7 separate regions of the Mus musculus genome follow, and all the other regions are linked to region 4. Evidence: chromatin contacts called from public HiChIP or PLAC-seq and promoter capture Hi-C data. All regions are on one chromosome and are shown on one strand. The core of a region is the stretch at or near the end of the contact, and the rest is flanking DNA. Distances in the headings are between cores, read along the strand shown. Region 1 overlaps Gm30296 (a long non-coding RNA gene). Region 2 overlaps Slc24a4 (solute carrier family 24 (sodium/potassium/calcium exchanger), member 4). Region 3 holds the start of Cox8c (cytochrome c oxidase subunit 8C). Region 4 holds the start of Lgmn (legumain). Region 5 holds the start of Slc24a4 (solute carrier family 24 (sodium/potassium/calcium exchanger), member 4). Region 6 overlaps Cpsf2 (cleavage and polyadenylation specific factor 2). Region 7 holds the start of Atxn3 (ataxin 3).

Region 1 (3,422 bases), core at 751-3,250, 290 kb before region 4:
AGCCCTGGCTGTCCTGGAACTCACTCTGTAGACCAGTTTGGCCTTGAAATCACAGAGATCCATCTATCTCTGCCTCTGGAGTGCTGGGATTAAAGGCGTGCGCACCACCACCACCACTACCCCCTGGCAGCTCTCATTTTCTTATGCCTAAGAAGATCTAATGCTCACAGAATACAGTGTAAAGTGTTTGTGGGTTTTACAATGATCAGCGTTGACAGTCAACTTGCTATAAATCACCTGGGAAGGAAGTGTTACTGAGGGATTGTCCACACTAGCCTGGCCTGTAGGTATGTCTGTGAGAGATTGTCTTATTGAGTGAGGTGGGGAGTTCCATCCAACTGTGGGTGGCACCATTCCCTAGGCCACATGCAGTAGTGGAGGTCGGTCCTGAATTGTATGAGTGAAGAAACTGAACTGAGCAAGCAAGAGAGCGTGCATTCGCTTCTCTCTGCTCTTGATTATGAATGTACTGTGACTAGCTGCATGGCGTTCCCGCCTTGATTTCCCCACAGGGATGGACTATAACCTGGAACTGTAAGCTGAAATAAACTCCTTCCTCCCTGCAGTTGCTTACTGTCACAGCTACGTAAGTGACGCTAGGAAGGGCTTTCTGGTTGCTGATCCAGACCAGAAGGCCAAGACCCTCTGAACACCAGATCTGAAGACAGCAATCATTGAAAGACATTTTGAGACCTTTACGACGTAAGTCTGGGTGTAACTGGGGGGCTGGGTTGCATAGAGGAGTGGCTGTTGCTGTTGGAGGTAGAAGTGCCTCTGCCCTTTCCTTGGGCATGACTAATCCCGCAGCGTGAAATTCTGTAATGTGTGTGCTTGACTTTTTGCATTAGTTTGTTTCTGAGACAGGGCTTCTCTATGGAGTCCTGGCTAGCTTGGAATTTGCTATGAGGACCAACCCTCCTATTCACAGAGATCTCTCTGCTTCTACTTCCCAAGTGCTGGGATTAAAGACATGTGCTACCACATGTGTCTACTCTTTCAAATAGCTCAGTGACAGGCTAGGTTGTGGTGGCACAAGCCTGTGGTCTCAGCACCAAGAGGCTGAGGCAGGTGAATGGTGATCTGAGGCCAGGCTGAACTGTACTGAAATCTCATCACAAAAGAATAAGAGGGGAAGGAAGAGAGATGGAGGGCGTGAGGGTCGAGGATAACATGTAGGAATTGGTTCTTTCTATTATGACAGGCCTGGGTTTTGAACTCAGGTTGTCAGGCTTGGCAGCAAGTGCCTTTCTTTATCCACTGAGCTTCTCTCAATGGTCTTGTTTCTATTTTCCTCAACCTTGGCTACCATCTTGCTATATATAACAACTTCTTGTTCCCTAGTCATAGCTGACTGGGCCTCTGACCCAAGCGGGACCAATGGGCATCCTCTAGGGAATTTGAAACTGGGACAGAAAGAGGATCAGCTGCAGTCTGGTTTCTTTCTTGTCAGGAGACACGAAAGCCCAGCAAAAGTGAGCAAGAGGGATCCTTAGCTCCTTGACCCAGGCACAGATACCAATCTGCTACAACAGGAGATTGAGTGGACCCCGAACAATGCAAATCAAGAGGGAGAGACTGAGATAGCCTAGGCTATGGAAGCGTCCCAGCTCTTGCCTCCAGACAGACCAAGACTCCCATCATTCTCTAGTCTCAGACCTCAAAACGCACCTCTATGCTTTTCTAATAGACAGGGTGTGAGCATCTGTGTGTGGAGGCAGGCCCAGACTGGCTAATAGAGCCCGTTGTGCATAGTTACATAGTTCGTTCGTGGGTGGCAGTCAGCTAGCTACAGAAACTGGAAACCGCTACCAAGCAGGAACCCCTCCCTGAGAGCACCATATGCATTTCCCAGCACTCTCCCCTCCACCCTCTGGAGAGTCCCATAAGCTACAGCCCAGACCTTCTAAGTGAACTGGCTGCCGAGCCAACTCCTATGTGTGCTTAGACTGCTGCTGCTCTGAAGAAGCCTTCTGTAATGCTGGCAGGAAGCCAGTTTGATGCATAGTCATCTCAGGGCCAGGAGGACATCCTGAACCAGCCCAGAGTCCCGAGGCTTCTGTGTCATAGCCGTGGGTGGGCACAGACTCACCCAGGCCATAAATGCCAAGGTCCTTGGGGCTGAAGTCCATGTTCTGGAGGATGGGTGTCCCCTGTCCTCCTGGCACCCTCAGGTTCACTCCTGGTACATCTCCACTGACTGGCTTCTTACCACCCCCTCTCCCCCAGCCCTGGCCTGCTCAGCTGTCCCACCATCTACACGTGTATGAAGCCTCGGTTGGCTTTTTTTTTTTAATCAGGAAAGTTGGTGGGCCGTCTCCTAGGAACCCAGACAGTTTCCTTTCAAGAGATTCTCTGCTGCTCTCCCTACCCACTTCCCGCCCGCGTAGTAGCCCCCTCTGGCCATGACCCCGACACACCATTGCCTTAGAACTAGAGCATCTATATCACTATGTCCCTTTTTGAATCTTCACTATGCTGAGGGCTTCTCTCGCATCTATGGGCATCAGCATGACTGAAGGATGTCAGGGTGTGTCCCCAACTGAGAAAGTGCTTATCATGAGATCAGGGTGGAGCTGCTGACTAAGCATAAAGGTGTGTCACCCAGGATGTCATTGACATTGTTAAAGGAAGATGCAACCCAGATAGGCCTGGCACCAGCAGAATGCAGACAGGGGACAGCAATGGATGATGTATTCCCATCACCAGGGTCACAGGCAGAGAGACTGCAGGACAAGTGTGATGCCAAGAACTTGAGCGTGAGGCTACCAGAAATCTTGGCTCCTATTCTAGCTGTCCCATTGTTGGAGACAAGAGCAAGTCCTGTTGTCACCTTGATAATCGATCTCCTCACTTGTCCAAACGTTTTTACTGAATTGCTATCTGGACTATAAAAGATGGCATAGGAAGATGGCTCAGTGGGTCATACCCCTGCAGCCCAGCCTGACAATATAAGTTCAGTCTCAGGGAGAGACTAGCTGAAGGAAAGAGGTGACTCAGCTATCCTCTGACCACTGACCAACATGCTGGGCATACATGCTGTAGCCTGAGTATGCCCTGCCCCCTGAATGAATAAATATTTTAAAAATTTAAATGGGGGCCTGGAAAGATGGGCCATTGGGTCATAGCACTTGCTATTACAGAAGACCCAGGTTGGGTTCCCAGCACGCACACGATCATTTACAGTCACCAGGTCCAAGGACTCTGATCTTCATAGACAACTGGCACACATGTAAGCATAATACATTCAGGCAAACACTCATACACATGACAATTAAAAGTAGCTAAGTCTGGGGCTGGAGAGATGGCTCTGTGGTTGAAAGCACTGACTGCTCTTCCAGAGGACCTAGGTTCAGTTCCCAGCACTCACATGGTGGCTCACAGCTGTCAGTAACTCCAGCTCCAGGGGATCTGACACTCACACA
Region 2 (3,530 bases), core at 273-2,772, 280 kb after region 4:
AAATTTGAGATCATCTTCACTTAGGATGGACACCTGCATCCTGGGTCCTTAGCAAGGGAACCCAAACCCTGATCTCCAAACGGTCCTGAGTCCAGCCATGGTTCAGTGAACTGACTGTGGGTGAGCCACATGCTCGTTCATGTGTGTGTTTGCTGCTCAGGATTGAGGTGTATGACCAACTGCCCTTGAGTCTCTCTCTTGCAGGTTTTAATCAGAGTACCTGAAAGTAAGGGTGTAATGCTGAGATTCCATCTGACTTACTGAAGACCAGACATCTGTGTGAGGCATCTCTCTCTCTCTCCTCTGTACACACACACACACACACACACACACACACACACACACACACACCCCTGTGGAGTCCAGAGATCAGATTCTAGTGTTTTCTGAGATAGGTCTCTTACTAGCTCAGGACTCACCAGTTAGGCTAGGTGGGCCAGCTAACTCCATCTCCCCTGTGCTGGGATTCCAGCTGTGCACCACTATATCCAGCTGTTTTTACATGGGTTCTAGAGGTGGAGCTTAAGTTCTCCTGTTTTCTCAGCAAGTGATTTACTCACTGAGTCATCTCCCCAGGCCCTGCAACACACTTACTCTATAACCCAGTAGCCAGGGTTCTGACTGGGGGGTGGGGGGGAAGCAGTTGGTCCTGACTCCCTCTCTTAGGAGATTTCCCCCCAAGTCTACCTGTGCTGTCAATGGCATAGGTTAGTCAGTGGTAGCCATTGTTCTACTGAGTGTGTAGGAGAAGATGTTAGCAGGTTCCACACATTCACCTGCCTGCAGTCGGCATGAGCAAATTCATTCTGCTCACCATGGCAAGTTTCCATAACGATCTTTGCTTTGCAGGGAAGGTAATGTCTGTGGTCAGCCCCTATCTTCCTCTTGTCCAGTGTCTGCCAGGCGAAGAGGCAAAGCTCTTCCCAGTGGGACCCATTGTGTGGTTCATCCTCAAACCCACACGAGTTTCCATTTAGGAAGATGCTCATTTGCAAAGCTCTCGGATGCAAGTGCTGGCAACAAGGCTCTTACCTTAGCTACAGGCAATATTTGAAAATGGGAGTCATTAACACACTCTAGTCACCCTTCTGGTCATTAGGTCCCCAAATTTCAACAAAAGCTTACATTCACACCAGATGTGGTGCACATGCCTTTACTCCTAGAGATAGGCAGGCAGATCTTTGTGGGTTCTAGGCTATCCTGGTCTACAGAGCGAGTTGCAGGCCAGCCAGGGAATACATAGTGAGACCTTGACTCAAAATAAATCATTCTTGGGGTAACAGATGAGCTCTGTGTCTTGGCTGTGCAATGTCAGCACCCTGACTGTGATAGTGTCTTGGAGTTTTCAAAAGTTCTACCACTGGGAGATGGAAGTAAGACAGACAAGAAAATGGAAGTATTTTTTCCAGTTGTGCATGAATCTGCAATTAGCTCAATTTGAAAAGTTTAGCCTAAAGAGACTGAAGGAAATGCCCTCCTCTGCTCTCAGGAAATGCCTGCCAGCTGCTTTCCTTAGATAATGGGAACCTGGGGGAGCTGTCAGGATGCAGCAAGCCAGCCTCAAGCCAGCCTCAAGCCAGCCTTCCTACCTGGAAGAAAGGCTCTGTGATGGTCCGTTTGATGGGCTTCCCTGAGCCCATGGATGGGCATTTTCCCTTGAAACTGGGTCATAACCCACCCTTGGCATAGTCTGCCTTCTATCCTGAGTCCTCTCTCCACTCTCACAAGTCACTCATTGCAAGCAATGCCTGGCATTTAAAAGCATCAGACTCCACATCTCAGTGGTCCCAGGCTCCAGAAAGCCTTCACCAAAACAATTCTTAAATAAAACTTGGAGAAACGCGAAGGCATGTTTGAAGCCTTTACTTAGTCTGACTCTCAGATAGAAAGTGGACCCATAGTAGGAAGCAACAGTCAACCCTGAAGCAGTCAGTGGCTAGTTCTGTTTCTGATGGTGAGTAGCATGGAGCTGGAATAGGAGCCCCAGGCTGTAGAAACTGAGAACTGCCTATTAGCTTTGTGACCTCAACCCGGTGTTAATAAAGTTTTATTGTAACACATTCCTTTACAGATTCATTCTAGAATAGCCAAGTTGAATGGCTGCTGCAGATTACACATAGTCTGTGCTCTCTTTACAGAGACAGCTGATTGACCCCTGATGTAGAACAAAACTCAGTATAAAAATATTACTAAGTCATTGTTTCAGAACAAGGTCACGTGCTCAGAGCTTAACTCACTTTAATGAATCTAAATGTGACTCTGCACTGACGCTCTGTTTGGCATCTCATGAATAAGGAGACCGAGGTTCTTCGCGAAGAATCAGTTCTTACCCTTGCATGCTCATCTGGGGACAGCACGGATGTACAAGCAGCTCTGGTACGTCAACTGTTCTTTTTAAAATAAGAAGAACCAATCTGCCAATGAGACAGCTAAGCACAAGGCATAATTCTTCAAATGTGTGTGTGCCTGTGTGTGTGCTTCACATGCGCATGCGTCTGAAAGTCCCCAGGCACCGTGTACATGTACTTTGAGACAGGCTCGCCCACTGATCTGGAACTCACAAACAGACTAGACTGACAGGCCAGCAAGCTTCGGGGATTTGCCAGCTTTTCCTACTCTTGGGTTTCAGGCCCAATTTCAGGTCCTCCTGCTTGCTCTGTAAGTGTGCTATTGATTAAGCTGTCTCTCCAGCCCTAAAAGGTTGGGGTTTTTTGTTTTTTGTTGTTGTTTTTGTAATCCAAATAGCTCCAAATGGTTTGACAGCAGAGTAAAAAGTCAAAGCCAAGTCACAGTGTAGAGAAGTCATGCTCAGACAGGCCTGATCAAGAAGCTCTAAGTTCCAGTGAGAGATTTCGTCTCAATATTTTAAGGTTGGGGCCAAAGTTGTGGCTCAGTGGATAAGACTGCTTGCTGTGCAAACATATGAACCAAAGTTCAAACTCCTAGTACTCACATCCAATGCCAGGCATGACCAGGAGGCCATGCCTTCAACCCCAGTGCTGTGGTGGAGGAGGGGGCAGAGACAGGAGGATCACTACTTACCCTCTGCCTACCAACATCACTCCAGGTTAAGTGAGAGACCCTGTCCCATAGGAATAGGGTAGATAGGGAGTGCTGGAGCATGTCATCTACTGCCCTCCTCTGTTCTTGCTAATGCACTCACAGGCATTCATACCTGTCACATACACATGCACATACATATATATATTCACACCCAGACCCCCCTACACACACATACAATGTATCCTATCAGTCCGTTAGTCCCTGACTAAGAGTTACCGTTAACTCCCTGGGATAAATAAACTAAGGCTGGCAACGGGTCTGGGATTAGTGTGCCCTTGCCTTTTTAGTACGCATGGATCTCTCCATAAAGCATTGGCATTGTTTTTGACACGTGTTTCAGGGGGTTACAAAAATAAAAAGGTCTGTACAGCTGCATGAATGAAGTACATGAGAAGAGGAGCTATCCTAGGCAACCTTGACTTGGAGGCCATTCTTACCACGGTCTCAGTGGAGGTGATCCTGAACCT
Region 3 (3,207 bases), core at 648-3,147, 460 kb before region 4:
CACACACAATCTTCTCACAGCAAAAATGGGACCAGCAAAACATGAAAAACATAGCTAAATGTATAATACCCTTATCTTGGTTTGAAGAGATACTGTGACCATGGCGATTCTTATACAGGAAACATTTAACTGGGGCTGGCTTACAGTTCAGAGGTTCAGTCCATTGTCATCATGGCAGGAAGCATGGCAGGCGTGGTACTGGACAGGTAGCTGAGAGTTCTGCCTCTATTAGGCAGACAGCAAAGAAAGAGTGACAGAGCACTGGAAACCTCAAGGCCCACCCCCCAGTGACACACTTCCTCCAACAAGGTCACACCTCCTAATAGTACCGTTCCCTCTGAGGCTGTGGGGGCTCATTTCATTCAAACCGCCATGGCCTCAAAGCCTGTTTAATCTTTCACAGTTGAGGTTATTAGATTCACGTACTCAACATCCACAAAACTTTTGATGCAACCTTTCATAACAATCCTCATTGATTTTTTTCTCACTGTAATTTTTATAAATTTTCTCACTGTAATTTTAATAAATTTTTGTCAGCTTTAATAATATTCAGAAGACAATTGCCGGGGTTGTGGCTCAGTGGTAGAGTGTCTCCCACGCACGAGCACTTGGGTTGGCTACCTAGCATTTCAAGCCAAAACAAAATAAGTAAAAAAGAAAGCAATACTAAGCACAAACAAGTGTTTCCATTTTATTTAACACTTAAGCAGATTATGTTCGTCGTCCATATGATGCACAGTCCAAAAACAAACCGAAGTGTAGAACATCACAGACAGTTATAGGACTAACTCGTCAGAGGAGGTTCAAACAGGCACTTTTTCCCATTTAAAGGAGCCATGCCGTGCTGCTCCTGGACATCCTGTATCTACTCTCCTTTGAAATACTTCAGACTGCTTAGCACATATGCAGCTGGGATGTAAAAGGTCGTAAAAAACACGACAATCCCAACAGCTGATTCCTGGAAAAGAAGAAAAGGAATATTAATGAGTATGGCCCACTGCCTAGTAAAACGGCTTATGGGCAGAGGCGTGGAGGTTGGCAGCAGAACACCGACTTTGTGGGCTTTTATGCACAAAACTCTGGGTGTTTCCCCTTCCTTATACACCCAGCTAAAGATCTTTCTCAGAGGTCGGAGAAATGGCTCATCTGCTAAAACTTTATACCACTCTTGCAGAGAACCTAAATTTGGTTGCCAGAATCCACATCAGGCAGGACATAGTCAACTCTAGCTCCAGATCCAACACCTCTGGCCTCTTCAGATACCTGCACTTTAGTGCACACATCCACAAAAGTATGCTGTGAAATTTGTCATATGACCAAAAAAAAAAAAAAAAGTCTTGGGTCCTGCAACGTGTTCCATTTGTATTCAACTGAATTTTCAAAAACTCATTTTTTTTCAATAGTTGCCGGTTTCTGACCTCTGGATTCTGGAAGCTCAACTATGTCTAGCGTCTCTCCACCAGTTTTTAGAGAAAATGCTATGTCTTGGCCACCAGGCAGGTAGATTACCCTGGAGTGAACCGAGGACCCTGTGCCTCCATAATGGAGAGCCAGGTCCTACTTGGGACTCTCATCCTCGCCCTGAACCGCCATCCAAAGTGACCCCACAACTGAAGCTGCCAACACACACAACCACACACACAACCACACACACACACCACACACTCCCCCCTCCACACCCATTTGGACCGTTAAGTGGGTTCTACCTCACCGTGGGCGACAGGATTTTTTTTTGTGGGCTTTCTGAGTGGCTGAGGCGGCCTGGGTGGCCAGGCTTCGAGAACAGGACTGCACGGTGGCGGAGGAGCGAAGAGCAGAGTAGCAGCAGGCGAGACATCGCAGGTCAGAAAAGGGCCACTGAGACAGAGCAAACCGGAGACCACCAGTGTCGGAGTCAAAGGCCGTTGGTAAAGTGTGCGCGAGGAAAGGGCGGGCAGCTGGTTTGAGCATGCGCACCATCCACTCAAGCCCTTTGCATGGAATTTGAGCTCTTACCCGACCCTGCTTCTCCGCTGTATGTGTTTTGGCCCTGCCACTCTCTACCTTCTTCCCACCTATGTCCTCACAAGTCCAGCTTCCTGCCCTCTCCCAAACTCTTTGCCAAACCTATTCAGTCCCAAAGCCACACTCAGGATTTTCTGATTTTCTTCTCCTAACACAAGGTGAGGGACCATTGGCTGCCAACATCTATAGCTATTGCTCAGTATTCCGTTGCTTTTAGTCAATAGCAGATATCATACCATTTTTACACTGCTCTAGAATATAAATTAAAATTTCCATAGATCGTGTTCCTGGTATTTTTTTTTTAACTTCCTTTTCTATTAGTTTTTGTGATCCTGACGCTTTAACTCCGGGCTCCATGCATACTACATCAGTAAATGAACTAAAACCATTATAGCTCATCCTTTCACAAACCAGAGCAAAGTAAATGTGCGTCTATTTTAGCCTTGCTTTACTTGCTGATAACTCTTCTTCCCTACCTGTAAACTAATTCTTAACAATGAAAACAAACGAACAGAGAAAAGCCATGCATGGTGGACCACATCTGTAATTCCAGCATTAGTTTGGAAGCAGGGGGTTGGGAGGTCAAGGCCCTGCATGCTAGGCTAAGGTTAGAGCAGGAGGCCAGCCTGAGCTGTGTGAGAAAGAAAGGAGGGGGTGAGAAGGGATGAGGGAGGGAAGGCAACAAAGGAACTAAAAGAGAAAAGAGAGACAAGACTAAGATCAGGTTTTTAACCTGAGGAGTGATAGTGCACGCCTTCAATCCCAAGGCAGAGGCAGGTAGATCAATGAGTTAGAGGCTAGCCTGATCTACAGAGCAAGTTCCAGGACACAGAGAAACCCTGTCTCAAAAAAAAAACATTAAAAAGAAAGAAAGAAAGAAAGAAAGAAAGAAAGAAAGAAAGAAAGAAAGAAGGAAGGAAGGAAGGAAGGGAGGGAGAGAGAGAGAGAGAGAGAGAGAGAGAGAGAGAGAAAGAAAGAAAGAAAGAAATTTTATAGGATGATGATGATGTTAAAAAGATTCACGGTACAGAGAATCTGGGCCCAGAAGAGAAGATGAGAAATCACCAACAACTAAATTTGTATTCATCAATAGAAAAATAGAATAGATTATTATAAGTTTTGAAATTTAATATCATAAATATTTCTTTTGCAAGCCTATTGTATAAATAACCTTTGAGATAATAAGTGCCTTGTTTGGGGAGT
Region 4 (3,392 bases), core at 376-2,875:
TTGAAATCTGAATCCAGATAACTTGAAAGCAGAGCTCAACTGTGCTCCCAGGCCTGGACTCAGACCTCTCTGGCATCGCCTTGCAGGTCTCCTGGGCTCCCCGGCTATCACCTTGGCAACCCCCAGCATCTTCTACTAGGTATCCACTTACAGTGCCTTCTCTTCTGGTCCACTCAACTCAACTATTGCTGAGGGAGGGAAAAGGTTTTCCCAGGTCCTTTGTCTGAACACATCAGGCCACAGGCCAGGATGTCCCTTTCATTATTAAGGCCTAACCGTCAAAGTTTACCTTTTATTTTGGGTGAGATAGGAAGTGGCTAAGGACACATTTCTAATGCCCAAGGGGAAGAAATAAAATCCTATTTATCTCAATACTTGGCTATGTGTGGCACTTAAAGGGGCCTGGTAAATATGTTCAGTGAGTCCATGAATGTGCTTCAAATACTCACGGTGGAAGACCGGAAGGCATGTTTCATCATAGGGTTTTGACTTGAAGCCCAAGGTCACCTCCAAGCTGTGATCCTAGGCCATGTGGCCGTATGCTAAGGTCAGTGACAGCAAATGTTTTCTTCCAAGTGTCCGTTGTTATCTTCATTTTGCTGCCCTTACAGTCTCTCACAATGATTCAACTCTCCTTGTCTGCAAACATGGCCAGAGATAATACTAAGCTGGCAGATGCGGCTATGATCTTATTAACCGAGATAGGGAGCAGACCTGCTGTGGGTTGCCAGGCCTAAGACTTGGGGGGAGGAGGGGGAAAGATTCAGGGACGGGGGGTGGGGTGGGGAATGGCTCAAAGTGTAACAAACTTGTGTGACCATTAGGGAGAAAGACACAGCTGATCTCCTGGATTCACTGGCCAGCAGTCTAGCTTGACCAGTAAGCCCCAGGCCAAATGAGTTGGCCCTGTTTTGGGTCCTGGTATACTCGGGCAAGACTACATGAACTCTGTCACAACTCCATCCAACTCATTCACTGAGCACCAGCTTCTGGAACTTGCATATAGAGTATTTTACTTCCTCTCCAGCTCACTGTGACACCGAACACTTGGGACGTGACAGGGAATTAGGATTTTAGCATTCAGGAACCAGACTACTAAGGTTAGCTTCCGCCACTGAAAGTGTCTTGGGAGCCTGAAAAAAATTAAGCTCCTTGATTTTGTCAGATGTCTTGTCTGTAGAGCTGGGGTGGCCATACATTTCTGGAGGTTGGGGGTGGGGTGGGTGTTGTGATCATAGGCCAAGGCAGACCAAAAAAAACCCCAAAACAACAGTCCTTTGTTGTGGGTGGACTACGGGGTAGCATCCGTAGGTCCAGTGCGCTGACAAGGCTGGAGACCAGTTAGTTCGCGCGACTTCTCACTCACTGTCCGTAGAGTCCCCAGACACCTAGGTGCTCATGCCTAGCTCATTGAGAAGACGCAGCCCCAACCTCTGACCACAGGGCCCTAAAGCTCCGCCCACAGGGTCCGAAGCCCCGCCCACGCACACTGGGATTCGTAGTCTTTCTGGCTTGCCGGCCTCAGTCTCAGCTTCTATTGGTTTCCTTATACGCCACACTCCGAGGCTGCACAAATCAGGCTGCGCAGGTAGCCCGGGCTCAGCGATCTGTGTTGCCGCAGCTCAATCACAGCGGGGCGGACTCTAGAGGTGGCTGCTCTGAGTCTGCGCGACGCCCGGAATTCCCACGGTTCTGCAGTCACCGCGGCGATCACCCGCCCAGGTAATCGGGGACCCCGGGGAGGACCCGCGCCCCATGAGAGGTGACTTAGCGGTTTTTGGCTAGGCTTTCCATCCCTCGACCCTTTCTGAGTAATATTTCCCTTCTGAAAGCTCCTAGCCGGAGACTTGTTTGTGTCGCGAGTGTGCTTTGCTGGAACGGCGGGTTGCCCTGGAGGGCGAAACTGAGGCAGGAGGAGGAGTCGGTTTACTAAGGTTTCACAGCCAGGCAGCTCTTGGCAGAGTCCCGGGTTTGTTGTTGATGTTTTTAACTTGAATCAGTACACCAGTAGACAGGGGCGATTCCCGATCTGAACAAAAACACCCCGACAGGAATACCCCAAATATTCCTGGCGAGAGCTAGTGGGTTTCAGGGAGGCTCACATGCTCCTTGATAGTGAAAGCTAGCCTTTGTGGTCCCTGGCCCCATAGGGTTAGGATTATTTTGTGTTAAGTACAGTAGACCCTAAGGGCTGGAGGATGGAATGTCTGTCACGTGGTCCATTTTATAGATGAAAATGAGTGGTCAGGATTTGAAACTCGCCCTGTGGTCTACAGCTGTATGCCCTATGGAATATTCTTTACTCTGGGTCTGCAAACCAAATATTTATTGGGCTGGAGTAAGTAAGGTAAGCTTTTCTTTGCTTTGAGACAGCCTCCTCAAACTCAACATGTAGCCATGAGGTTGGTTTTTGAATTCAGCGACCCTCCTGCCTCAGCTTTCTGAAGGCCAGAATTACAGGGTTGGGGCACCATGCTGTGTTCTTTGCAAAGATTTTTGAGACGAATTTATTTTGTTGGGGGTAGAGATAGTCCTTTGTGTACAGAGACAACACCCAAACCTCATTTGGGAGGAACTAGGACTTGGTGTGGAGGGGAGAGGGGTGAAGTTGGAGCCATGGAGATAGGGAGTGGCTAGTGGGTCGGAGGAGGGGTGTGCATTACCTGGAGAACAGCAAGGTGAAGTTGTGAACAGCGTTTTTTGGACCTGGGATTGTGGAGCCTGTTTGGATTAAGGGATTACATGTGTGGAGTGAATTGATGCAGGAGGATGTCACGTGTATCTCAAATGCCCTTTAGTGGGGTGGGGAATTTAGGTGTTGTCCTGAATACCCAGTGAGCTGCTTTTAGTGTAGATTTCTCTTTACCTTATCGGGTTTGTAGGGTAGAAAGTGTTAGAGGAGGTCACACTGAAGACCAGAAGGGCACCACAGTCACCCCCAGGGGAGTTAGAGCAGTGGTAGGAAGAGAGAGACTACACCATGCCCAAGACACTGTTTATTGATGGGGACACATTCTTGGACATATGTGTCAGTAGGCGATGTTGCTATGTGTATGCTGTGTGTGTGGGGCTTTCACAGGAACCTGGATGGTGTAGGGCACTCACTGTGGGGCTGCTAGGTACGATCAGAGATGGTACAGTGTGCAGGAGAAGAGCGAGGCTGCGGCCTGCAGAGCGTTTTCTATTTATAGTAACTGGGAGGACTCTCTGGAGCCACACACAAACCAGTGGAGGGTCATGTCCTGCACATAATTATGAGGCTGGCAGCACAGTGGCTTGTTGTCCCCAGCATTGCTAGGGACACATGAGTAAAGCATTGGGTGACAGCATTGTGACAGCTCCAGGGATAGTAGTGATGGGACATTCTGGCTCTTGCTCTTCTGGGCCCACCA
Region 5 (3,021 bases), core at 404-2,903, 310 kb after region 4:
CTCTTAATGATCCCAAGATACTATGTTAATGGCCTCACTAACCACTCAAAAAAGATGCCCTCCTCCTGTGCCTCTGGCTAGGTTAACAACATTTATTTCACGGGGGGGGGGGGTGTCACCCCAAATGTTAACAGCACTAGTTCTGAAATATCTAGGCACTAAACATTCTTTAAAGGCTAAACACGAGCCCAAATCACCCCGAAATAAATATTTCATAAGTTTCTTCTCTTTCCCCACTCCGTCTGAAATTTGCATGTCTTAACAGACTCCCAGGTCGCCTTCTGCTTGGAGGAGCGTGGATCATGGCTATGCACGCCAGCCCTCCCTCTCCGTGGGGATTAAGCAGAGTTGAGTGAAGGGATGCTGGAACATGGCAGCAATCTCCCACGGGGACAGACTGCCCCCGCTCCGTTTAGGTTTGGGGAAGACCAAGCATTTGGATCAGAGCAGGTGCAAGGAGGAGAGCAGAGACTAAGCCTGAGAATTTGGGTCTCTGAGGGATGGAGCACAGCTTTGCAGAACAGAAAAGGGGGCTGCTCAGTTTCACACATCCTAAAGCGGGAGACTCTACCCCTGGGCTGCCATGAGTTGCCCATTACCCGCACACTCCAGGGACAGAGGTGGTGCAGGCTTTGATCCCAATAGCACACCTACAACTACGTCCGGAACCCCCAGGGAGCTTGAGCAGTTCGGCAGAACGTCGCCACAGTCCAGCTCGAGGCTCAGCACTCCTGGGTGAGCACTGCCCGCTGAGCGGGAAGGGAAAACCCTGGGGACCAATCTGACAGAGAAGAAGCTGGAGCTGTCAGAGCTCAAGCCCCCCAACTCCTCCAGCGGAAAACATCCTTTCCCACACCTACCCAAGCTTCCAAAGAGGCCGGAGGCACAGCACACCAGGGCCAGCACAGCGCACACGAAGCCAACTTGCTGCGGCAGCATCTCTCGCCTCCGGCGAACTTTGCTCTGCCGGATGAGTCCACGGAGAGCCATCTCCGTACGCCCCGCGCCCCTGGAAGAAGATCCCGAGCTTCAAGGGTTGGAGCGCTGTCTGTGGCCCAGCGGCGTTGGGGCTGCAGCGGGGCGATGCGTAGCTCAGAGGCAAGGGGCTCTGGGAGATAGCTTCATGGTCCGCGAACAAGGCAGTCACGGGGAGATCGGATGGGAATACCAGAGGAGGGGGAGCAATGCACGGCCGGAGCTCAGAGTTCCGCGCGGGGCGTGCGCGCTGCTCGCACCATGACTCCGTGGCGAGGAGACGACGCCTGCACGGTGGCGCTGGCGGCCCTGCTTGTCGGCTTGGCGCAGTCCGGGCGCTTGGAGCCGCTACCTGCCCACTGCTCTTCAGCGCGCTCGGAGTCCGCCGGGAGCAATCAGTGCTTGGCGAGCGCCCCCGCGCCCCGCGCCGCCGCGCCCACTCGCAGCATCCTCCTCGTCCAAGTTTAGCCCCGGCCGCCCCGGCTGCCCGCCTGCGAGGCTCCTCTGCTTCTCTCGGAAAGCAGGGCCCTGGCAGCTAAGTGCGTGCAGAAGGACCGCGCGCAGCACTCTCAGAACTCAAGACCCTCTCGGCCAGTGGCCGCAGTTTGGGCCCTCCCGCGGGCGAACTGTCCCGGGAACTTTCTCTCTGGCTCTTAGGCGGCCAGAGCCTGTGTCTGCGAGGCCGTGGCGCCTCCCGCAAGCTGCTCTCGCCTCCCTACTCCTCCCCTCCCGCCTGCCCGCCTCTCATCCCCCCCCCCTCCCCTGCACGTGTACACCTCCCCTAGGGCGCTCGCCCAGTGCGCTTCTCCCTTCCCCCAAGAGAGGCTCAACTACTGACCAATATAATCCCCTTTCCTTGCCTCCCTCCAAACCCCTTCCTCTCTCTCTCTCTAACCCTACGGAGCCAAAATGAGTCCTCAGCTTCTTGTGATTGCTATAAGGTGGAACAGGTTATGGCATCACCAAGGACTCTCAGAACCAGGGTTTCTGTAGGGCTCTCACACGGGTCCTGGCTCCCCGAGACCCCCTACCCCCCGCAGCGACCCAAGGCGGTCACCACTACCACCCGGAGGTCTCCAATGCACAAGTAGCTTAATTGCTAGCTCAGTGCTAAGAAACAGGCTTGCACCAAGCCAACCGACGCCCGCCGGGACCAGTTCCTGCCAGGCTCTCTGGGTAACCTAGGGACCTGTGTGGCGGGGGCGCAACACCGACCTACGAAATGCTGGTAATCTGACAGAGGGAGAAACCCCGCAGTTCTGCGGCTCTGCTGCCAACAGTTGGGAGCTTTTGATGTTTTGCAACCTCACAGCTTCGCAAGGCTTTCTGGTTTGGGTTTGTTTTTCCACCTCTCTTACTTTCGGCTCTCTAGTGTAAGCCGCTTTTAAAATGTGGGCGCAGTGAAATTTCCGAAGAGCAGTGGAGGTGTCATCCAGACGCAAATAAGTGGAGGGGACCTCTATCAGGAAGGATCTCTAACTCAGACTTCCCTGTCGGTTTTCTATCCTGTGCTGATTTAGGGGTTAACTCCTCTTAAAACCATTTTTGGATCAAAGCCAACTGTGTTTAATTAAATAAATACATACCCGCCATTTGTGAGCTCTGTGCCAAGTGCCATCCAGCCAAGAAACAAAACAACAACAACAACAACAACAACAACAACAACGTGTATTAAGACCCAATGTCTGCTTTCAAGGAACCCTGAACTAAAGGGGGGCCTGTCCCTCAGATGCTAAGTGGGATTCTCAAAGTGTTTTGCTCTGAGCGCCAAACATTCCCTTGCTGCTCATTAGGCTACGGGGTGGTCCACAGCAGCCAAGTCATTGCCTGGGAGTATAGGAGACAGGCAGGTTGCACATTTAAATCTACTCTTAGACCTACTGAGCTAAAATGTGCATTTTTAACCAGATTCCCTAGAGATCTTGAGCATAGTCAAGTGTGAGGACTTCCCTTCTGGGGACTGTCCCAAATGCCTCCTCTAGCTGGCCACTACCAGCAAGGTTCCTTTGTACTTCTTAGGCAAGCAGAGGGACACAGGTAAGAAGT
Region 6 (3,523 bases), core at 337-2,836, 440 kb after region 4:
CAACTGGGGAAAGGAGGAGAGGGAAGGAGAAAAGTCACAGAAAGCCCCAAAGTCATAAGGAAAAAAATGGATAGAGAATACATGGAAAACACATAGAGAAAATAAAAGTCTTAAAATCTCACAGAACTGAAAGAAAAGATGAAAATACGGCTGTACTATGGCCGTCAGAAGCCATGCATTCCTAAGAACTCTCCATATCAAGAAAAAGATGCCACATCAAAAAGGACAAACTATGCAGAGGACACTTAAACAGTAAGGAACACGGACGGCTTATAGCCACAGACACATCACTTAATTTATTAGTGGTTGTTGACACAGGTAACACATAGAAGCTATCACAATTTGCTTAATCTGCAAGACTGGAAATGCCAACTGCTACCTGGGCAAAGGGTACTGTACTGGCTAGTTTTGTGTCAACTTGACACAGCTGGAGTTATCACAGAAAAAGGAGCTTCAGTTGAGGAAATGCCTCCATGAGATCCAACTGTAAGGCATTTTCTCAATTAGTGATCAAAGGGGAAAGGCCCCTTGTGGGTGGGACCATCTCTGGGCTGGTAGTCTTGGTTCTATAAGAGAGCAGGCTGAGCAAGCCAGGGGAAGCAAGCCAGTAAGGAACATCCCTCCGTGGCCTCTGCATCAGTTCCTGCTTCCTGACCTGTTTGAGTTCCAGTCCTGACTTCCTTGGTGATAAACAGCAGTATGGAATTGTAAGCTGAATAAACCCTTTCCTCCCCAACTTGCTTCTTGGTCATGATGTTTGTGCAGGAAGAGAAACCCTGACTAAGACAGGTACATTACAGTGTTTCCAGCAGATATTATTAGCAAACTGTCAGAAGATAATTTGCTAACAAAAATTAAACTGTGCTTGTCTTATGACATAGATCTTCCTATTTCTAGAATTCAATCTACTAAAAGAGATGTTTTTAAAAAGTATATAGTAGTAACATTTAAAATAATAAGAACTGGGCAAATTCATCAACATGCAACAACTGAATTAGCAGTTTTTATCATCAGAGTACCTTGAAAACTAGAGAATCCTTGGGGCTGGCGAGATGGCTCAGTGAGGAAAACACTTCACTGCCATGAAGGCCCCGTAACCTAAGCTCCAACCCTAGAACCCACTGTGCAAGGAGAGAACCAACTCCAGAAAGCTGTCCTTGGACTTCCATGAGTGCACCATGTGTATATACACGTGTATATACATAACGATTTAAAAACATAAAGAGACCAAGGGGCTCAGAGGTTGAGGACTGACTGCTCTTCCAGATGATCTGGCTACAATTCTTGGAATACACATAGCAGTACACAACTGTCTGGAGGCATACCCTCTTCAGGCCTCCATGGGCACGAGACATGCACGTGGTGCAGACATATAAGCAGGCAAAGCATCCACATATATAAAAGAATAAGAAAACAGTTAATGCAAACAGAGCCTAGATTTTAATTTGTGTGTGTGTGTGTGTGTGTGTGTGTATATGTTGGGAGATCATGAACTAGAAAGGGGATCATGGGAAAGGCAGAAGAGATATGAAGGGAGAAGTAGAGACAGTAATGGGATAAGCTTGGTAAGAGCAGAAAGAGGAACTATTTTGAGGAAGGAAGGGAGCGAGTGTGGGCAGGGGGGAGAGCAAAGCACAGCAGCTCATGTGTAGATGAAAATGCTATAATGAAACTCACCACTTTGCATGCTAACCTAAAAATTATTAGCAATTTTTCAATGTCAATTCACAAGGAATCAATGCAACATGTACTCCTGGGCACTCTTGGACAAAACTGGAACACGTGACTTAAAAGGACACTGTTGTACCAACCGGCTAGAGTTGGCAGGGTCAGAGTTTATCTCCTTTTTTCTGTGGCTCCTGTTTCCACATCATACACTGTAGTACTATCCAAGGTAAGGCAAGGCTAGAATAACTGCTATTTCTTTCAAAATGTGTGTGTAATGCTCTGCTTGTGTGATAAAGATGTGATACAGCAAATCCAGCTAAAACCCTGACAATTGGGTAGTTGAAACATTCACGCTATTTTTTTGCAACTTTTGGTTAAATTTGAAACTATTTCAAAATAAAAATTAAAAATTAATTCCAAATTAAGTGACAAATGCTCACAAATGTGGCATCTCACATTTGGCTAGTAGCTTACTTGAAACATGATTTAAAATTATAAAATGTTAGCAACTCACATAGATACCTTGCCCACAAATTTTAAATAAGTATTTAATTCCTTGATTTAACTTGTACCTCTTGTTTAAAAAAAAAAAAAAAAAAAAAGTTTGTCTTGGCCTCCTGGTTGGTTCAAACCTGTAATCTCAGAACTCAGGAGTCTTAGGGGGAAGAATTTAGAGTTTCTGGCCAGGATGAACTAACTATGTAACAAGACCCCATCTACATACATACATACATACATACATACATACATACGTCTGTTTTATATTCCAGTTCAGATATCTGAAATAACTGCTGTATTAATAAAGCTTCCAGAAAATCGGCCCTAAGATATATTGCTTCTACACTTGCACTATATCATTCCAAATTATGCTTTTTTCCTAATCTAGCCTAATTCCTTAATCCTAAACTTCCAGTCTGTTAATTGTTTTAACATTACTATTTTAAGATTACTGGGTTTCTTCTTCTAAATGATCAAGGCTTAGGTTTCTCAGACACTGTGTGTTCATGAAAAGTCAGACTCCATAGTAAACGCTGGTGTGTCAGTGACCTGGCCTGGTAGGAACTCAGCCTTTGTCATTGTGATGGTAACCAGCAGATTAGGATATTAGGCACTAGTCTGGCCACTCAGAATATGAAAAAATTTCCTCTTCTTCTGGAACTTTATTCAATTTGGTGGCAAAAGACAACAATAAAGAATACTTGGTAATAAAAACTAACAAAAATAATACAAAGTTGTACCAACTAGATAGTTGTAGCTGAGGCCCTTTAAACAGACTGAGAGGACAAGGAGCCAGCCAGGGTAAATCATGCGATTCTCCTACAGGCAGAACTGCTAAGGATAAGCAGTGCACTGAACAGTGTGTGTGGAATGTGCGTGGGTCAGAAGATTGGTTGCTTGCTGAGCGCAGTGGTATATACCCTTCTATCCCAGTACTTGGGAAGAGGAGGCAGGCAGATCTCTTTGAGTTCAAGGCCAGCCTGGTCTACAAAAACAGCTAGGATATACAGTGAGACCCTATTCAATACAACAAAACAAAACAATAAAAACCAGACCCTGTGTGACCACAGTGAATATGGGTTGCCCCCCTCCCCCAAAGCATAAGGAAATGACAAAGCACCTCTGTAGCAAAGAAACAGCACAGCCACCAGAGTAGAGACCAGAAGCAGCCTCCAGGTAAGAGAAAACATCTGACAACAGGCTGATACTCAGAACACACAAGGAACTCTCAAAACAGTAAGAAATCCACATGAGATGGTCTAGAAATGTGCAACAGGGGCTGGTGAGATGGCTCAGTGGGTAAGAGCACCCGACTGCTCTTCCGAAGGTCCAGAGTTCAAATCCCAGCAACCACATG
Region 7 (3,539 bases), core at 937-3,436, 480 kb after region 4:
TTCTTTTCTTGAACTTGTCTCACAAAAATGATCTCAACAACAAAACTGAGCAGTTTCTTTTGAGTCTTTCTGCCCCTGGACTTCCTGGGAGCATGTGACACGGACTTGTCCTTGAAGCATTCCCCCGTGGGCCTTCCACTTCAGTACACTCAGCAGCATTTGCACCCTTTGTGCCTACTGCTCTATCTTCAGGGCTTAGCTCTCCATCCTCTTTTCAATCTCTTCCTTTTCTCTAAGATTATACTCAGCGTTTATGGTTTTAGTTACCTTGTGTTTTAAATTTGTTTCTTTATATTTCATGTGTAGGGGTGCTTGCCTGCGTGACTGTCTGAGCATCCCTGTGCATCCCAGGTACATTGCAGAAGCAACAGATCCCCTGAGTCTCGAGTTACCAACTGCTGTGAGCCTTTATGTGGGTTCTGAGAATCAAACCCAGGTCCTGTACAAGAGAAGCAGCAAATGCTCTTAAGGACACACCCATCTCTCCAGCCCTTCTAAACAGCAATGACTCTCACCTCACAGCTTAAAACAGCTTCTGAAAACTCCAGGCCTGTCATCTATCACTCTACAGAAGGACTGTCTTAGTTAGGGTTTTACTGCTGTGAACAGACACCATGAACAAGGCAAGTCTTATAAAAAAAACAACATTTAATTGGGGCTAGCTTACAGGTTCAGAGGTTCAGTCCATTATCGTCAAGGTGGGAGCATGGCAGCATCCAGGCTGTCATGGCGCAGGCAGAGCTGAGAGTTCTAAGTCTTCATCCAAAGACTGCTAGTGGAAGACTGACTTCCAGGCAACTGGGGTGAGAGTCTTAAGCCCACACCCACCGTGACACACCTACTCCAGCCAGGTCATACCTATTCCAACAAGGCCACACTTCCAAATGGTGCCACTCCCTGGTCCAAGAATATACAAACCATCATAAGTACCTTTAGTTGCAGAGATATTTAAGCTCAGTATTTTCTAAATTAAAAGCCTTTTCTTCTCTTCCCAAGACCCTACTCATTCTGTAAAGTATTTCTGGTTGGAGTATCACTTCTGCTTTACATGGTACCTAGAGCAGAAACCCACAAGTCTTTCCTAACAATACCCCCATCCCACCCCAGTCCCTCATCAAAGTCTTCTGTTTCCTAAAGCTTCAAAGTGGTCTCTCTCCATTCTCAAATCACTACTGGAGTCCTGACCACCAGAGTCTCTTCATTTCTCCCCAAATGCCTTTCAAGTATTGTTCCCCAGTGATCCTCTAAAATCCTAATTTGACCCCATGTCTCTAGTTTTAAAAATCTTTAACCGCCTGTAGCTTTTTTTTTTTTTTTTTTTTTCCCGGTAGGGAGGTGGTGGACAGGGTCCTCCTATGTAACCCTGGCTACAGGCTGGCATAGAGCAGCTGTCCTCCAACACAACATATGCCTTCCTTACCTTCAGGTACAATGAGCCTTTAGGAGACTGGGCCTTTGCTACATTGAAGAACCTAAAATGGTTCCACCATACAAGATACAACGCCCAATACAACGCTTAATCTTTGTCAATCCCCCCCTCCCCACCCCCATCCCCTGCGCGAGCCACTCAATATTTTGCTGGATTTTTCACTTCCTCACCAACGCTTCCTCCTTCAGAGATGGCGTATTTACCCCAGGACCTGATATTCATTCCAACAGCCAACTATGTTGGACAGTGTGCTGTGCTAATTTCTTCGTACCTACATTTCTTTATTTGTATAATATTACAAAAGACACACACACATCAAAAAATGCCGTATTAAATTGCGCTTACAACTGGACTATTCTAAGTCAGTCCTAACTAAACATTAGCTATAGTTTTTACACAAATATTAGGTATGTGGAGAATGCCTCTTCTGGAATGAAGTCTTCAGTGGGAGAGGAGTTGCTCACATAAAGATGAGGAGAAAGGACCAAAGAAGGTGGAGATGGAAAAAAAAAAAAAAAAGAAAAAAAAGAACCTAAAACTTGGCTGCGAGGATTCTCTTCTAGAACCCTAGAATCACAAGATTGTCCCGCGTAGAGAAGTTCCTCCGCACAGCAGGCGGCGCCGCAGCATCACGCTTGCCGCGGGGAGGACCAACGCCGCCCAGGTCACGTGTCCCGTGCTCCCGGGTTCGCGTGCCTCGTGACGTGCGCCCGCAGTAGTGATTGGTTGGCGAGAGGCACGTGGCTAGGGCGGGGCGGACCGGGGCTGAGGGGTGGGGCCGGGGGCGGAGCTGCTGGAGGGGGCTGCTCCGCGCCGGGGCCGTTGGCTCCAGACAAATAAACATGGAGTCCATCTTCCACGAGAAAGTGAGTGTGGGCGTTCGGTGGGGAGCCGTCCTCGGCTCGGCGGCGGGCGTGGGGAGCAGCGACGCCGCTTCAGGAACTCAGGCGGGGCCCGAGCGCCCCCATCCCGACCTGGCTGGGTGAGGGGTGCTTCCTGCCTTCTCCCCATGGCTCCGCTCGTGAAGCCTCCCGCATGCGTTCCCGGCACCCTCGCCCTAGAAGACCGGGCGGGTAGCCTGGGCATTTCGGGGGGCTTCACCCGGAGGATTAGCGCGGGCGTTCCTTGTCCACTTGCCACACCTTTTCGGGTTTCTTCTCTCTTCTCTCTTAGGGTCTAGTCTAGCGAGTCGCCTTTTCAGCACCTGGCGGACCCTTCCCAACTCCACCCACGCCCCCTAACCTGTCCTCTGGCAGATCCAACTTTCTCTCTCAACTCAGTTCTATAATGGAATGCTCCATGCATTTAGATCTTGATTATCCATCCCACGTCTTTCTGCAGTTGTGACCGTGGCTTTCCCATTAAAGGGCCTGACACTTCGGAAGTAAAGTAGGAAACCCCGGAGGGAAGTCGTCATAAGAGTTTTTATTACGGGGATGTTTGGGTTGTTCTCCCATTTTTCCGGACCAGGAGGCCAGCTTTGTTTTTAGGTATTATGGATAGATTAGAATCGTTCTACTGTGTGATTTGGCTTAGTCTCTTCCTCACCTTAATTCCTAAGTGACTACGCTTAAAAGTATTGCTGTGACATCTTGAGAAACTGGTCTATGTTCGCATACAATTATCAAGTCATTTGGGTGTTTCTCGGACAACCATGTTTCATAATCATTTTAGGTTTGGAGAGGGTTGCTAGTTGAGACTATTATTTCGTTGGGAGCAAAGGCCTTTGTTTTTATCACTTGTAAAGGAGCATTGACTCATAGTGTTTAAAATCCACGCACAACAAAAAGACAAAAATGATGTGAATCTAAGGACGTTGTTAAATGAAGTGCTCTTAAGAAGACATTTTGAGTGTTTTGGAACTGGAACAAGTTAGTTTGTGACAGGATTTCTTGTAGCCCAAGTTGGCTCCAGACTCCCATCGTCCTGTCTCTGCCTCCTGAGAGCTGGCTGGGATGATGGCCACGTGCTATGACTGAGTGAGCTCCCCCTCCCGGCCCCCTCCCCACATTCATTTGTAATTAATTTTCCAAAGGTTTTGGAATAAGACCCATTTTAAACATGTTATATTTTGAACACTGTATACACTGCTTCATGAGACTCTTGCCAT

What was found. Promoter capture Hi-C pulls out the DNA fragments that hold promoters and counts their contacts. HiChIP or PLAC-seq counts read pairs in DNA pulled down with a chosen protein or histone mark. Capture Hi-C pulls out chosen DNA fragments and counts their contacts.
Region 1: an H3K4me3 HiChIP or PLAC-seq map of embryonic stem cells shows a contact between it and region 4, with 34 read pairs. The contact joins the enhancer-like site here to the promoter of Lgmn in region 4. A contact is called at or near these places in 5 of 39 promoter capture datasets (the C10 cell line, the HPC-7 cell line, cranial neural crest and 2 more), 8 of 115 datasets of contacts at active chromatin or transcription factors (bone marrow-derived macrophages, embryonic stem cells, epiblast stem cells and 2 more) and 2 of 9 other capture datasets (adipose tissue and liver).
Region 2: a contact with region 4 is called in a promoter capture Hi-C map of the HPC-7 cell line. The contact joins the enhancer-like site here to the promoter of Lgmn in region 4. A contact is called at or near these places in 2 of 39 promoter capture datasets (the HPC-7 cell line and trophoblast stem cells), 3 of 484 Hi-C or Micro-C datasets (the HPC-7 cell line, embryonic stem cells and nephron progenitors) and 2 of 115 datasets of contacts at active chromatin or transcription factors (embryonic stem cells and large pre-B cells).
Region 3: a promoter capture Hi-C map of stem cell-derived epiblast-like cells shows a contact between it and region 4, with 2.4 times the contacts expected there. The contact joins the promoter of Cox8c here to the promoter of Lgmn in region 4. A contact is called at or near these places in 4 of 39 promoter capture datasets (cranial neural crest, embryonic stem cells, liver and 1 more) and 1 of 484 Hi-C or Micro-C datasets (embryonic stem cells).
Region 5: a promoter capture Hi-C map of adipose tissue shows a contact between it and region 4. The contact joins the promoter of Slc24a4 here to the promoter of Lgmn in region 4. A contact is called at or near these places in 1 of 39 promoter capture datasets (hippocampal neurons), 1 of 115 datasets of contacts at active chromatin or transcription factors (embryonic stem cells) and 2 of 9 other capture datasets (adipose tissue and liver).
Region 6: a promoter capture Hi-C map of the HPC-7 cell line shows a contact between it and region 4. The contact joins the enhancer-like site here to the promoter of Lgmn in region 4. A contact is called at or near these places in 19 of 39 promoter capture datasets (3T3-L1-derived adipocytes, the C10 cell line, the HPC-7 cell line and 14 more), 26 of 484 Hi-C or Micro-C datasets (B cells, the C10 cell line, the G1E-ER4 cell line and 16 more), 13 of 115 datasets of contacts at active chromatin or transcription factors (VIP interneurons, bone marrow-derived dendritic cells, bone marrow-derived macrophages and 9 more) and 3 of 9 other capture datasets (adipose tissue, liver and pancreatic islet).
Region 7: a contact with region 4 is called in a promoter capture Hi-C map of the HPC-7 cell line. The contact joins the promoter of Atxn3 here to the promoter of Lgmn in region 4. A contact is called at or near these places in 10 of 39 promoter capture datasets (the C10 cell line, the HPC-7 cell line, cranial neural crest and 6 more), 2 of 484 Hi-C or Micro-C datasets (B cells and muscle stem cells) and 10 of 115 datasets of contacts at active chromatin or transcription factors (bone marrow-derived macrophages, embryonic basal ganglia, embryonic hindbrain and 7 more).

Annotation. Positions count from the first base shown.
Region 1 is chr12:102,724,484-102,727,905 of GRCm38.p6, reverse strand. All of the region lies in intron 1 of Gm30296 (a long non-coding RNA gene), which reads right to left. Among named protein-coding and RNA genes, the nearest start is that of Gm30296, 15 kb to the right of the region's middle. Within about 2 kb of position 2,000, at least 44 of the 459 cell types and tissues checked have an H3K27ac peak or open chromatin away from gene starts, as enhancers often do. A contact at or near this core is called in embryonic stem cells and hippocampal neurons, where this site is marked.
Region 2 is chr12:102,152,998-102,156,527 of GRCm38.p6, reverse strand. The region is part of intron 2 of Slc24a4 (solute carrier family 24 (sodium/potassium/calcium exchanger), member 4); the gene reads right to left. Among named protein-coding and RNA genes, the nearest start is that of Slc24a4, 26 kb to the right of the region's middle. Within about 2 kb of position 1,522, at least 18 of the 459 cell types and tissues checked have an H3K27ac peak or open chromatin away from gene starts, as enhancers often do. A contact at or near this core is called in the HPC-7 cell line, where this site is marked.
Region 3 is chr12:102,897,996-102,901,202 of GRCm38.p6, reverse strand. It overlaps Cox8c (cytochrome c oxidase subunit 8C), which reads right to left and starts at 1,897. Exons shown (of 2, transcript NM_001039049.1): 1 at 1,712-1,897; 2 at 669-958. The coding sequence starts at 1,837. The coding sequence ends at 866.
Region 4 is chr12:102,437,961-102,441,352 of GRCm38.p6, reverse strand. Lgmn (legumain) reads left to right here and starts at 1,625. Exons shown (of 14, transcript NM_011175.4): 1 at 1,625-1,722.
Region 5 is chr12:102,127,359-102,130,379 of GRCm38.p6, reverse strand. It overlaps Slc24a4 (solute carrier family 24 (sodium/potassium/calcium exchanger), member 4), which reads right to left and starts at 1,653. Exons shown (of 17, transcript NM_001362345.1): 1 at 861-1,653. The coding sequence starts at 990.
Region 6 is chr12:101,993,099-101,996,621 of GRCm38.p6, reverse strand. All of the region lies in intron 8 of Cpsf2 (cleavage and polyadenylation specific factor 2), which reads right to left. Among named protein-coding and RNA genes, the nearest start is that of Cpsf2, 19 kb to the right of the region's middle. Within about 2 kb of position 1,586, at least 56 of the 459 cell types and tissues checked have an H3K27ac peak or open chromatin away from gene starts, as enhancers often do. A contact at or near this core is called in B cells, the G1E-ER4 cell line, the HPC-7 cell line and 7 more, where this site is marked.
Region 7 is chr12:101,956,890-101,960,428 of GRCm38.p6, reverse strand. It overlaps Atxn3 (ataxin 3), which reads left to right and starts at 2,186. Exons shown (of 11, transcript NM_029705.3): 1 at 2,186-2,295. The coding sequence starts at 2,272.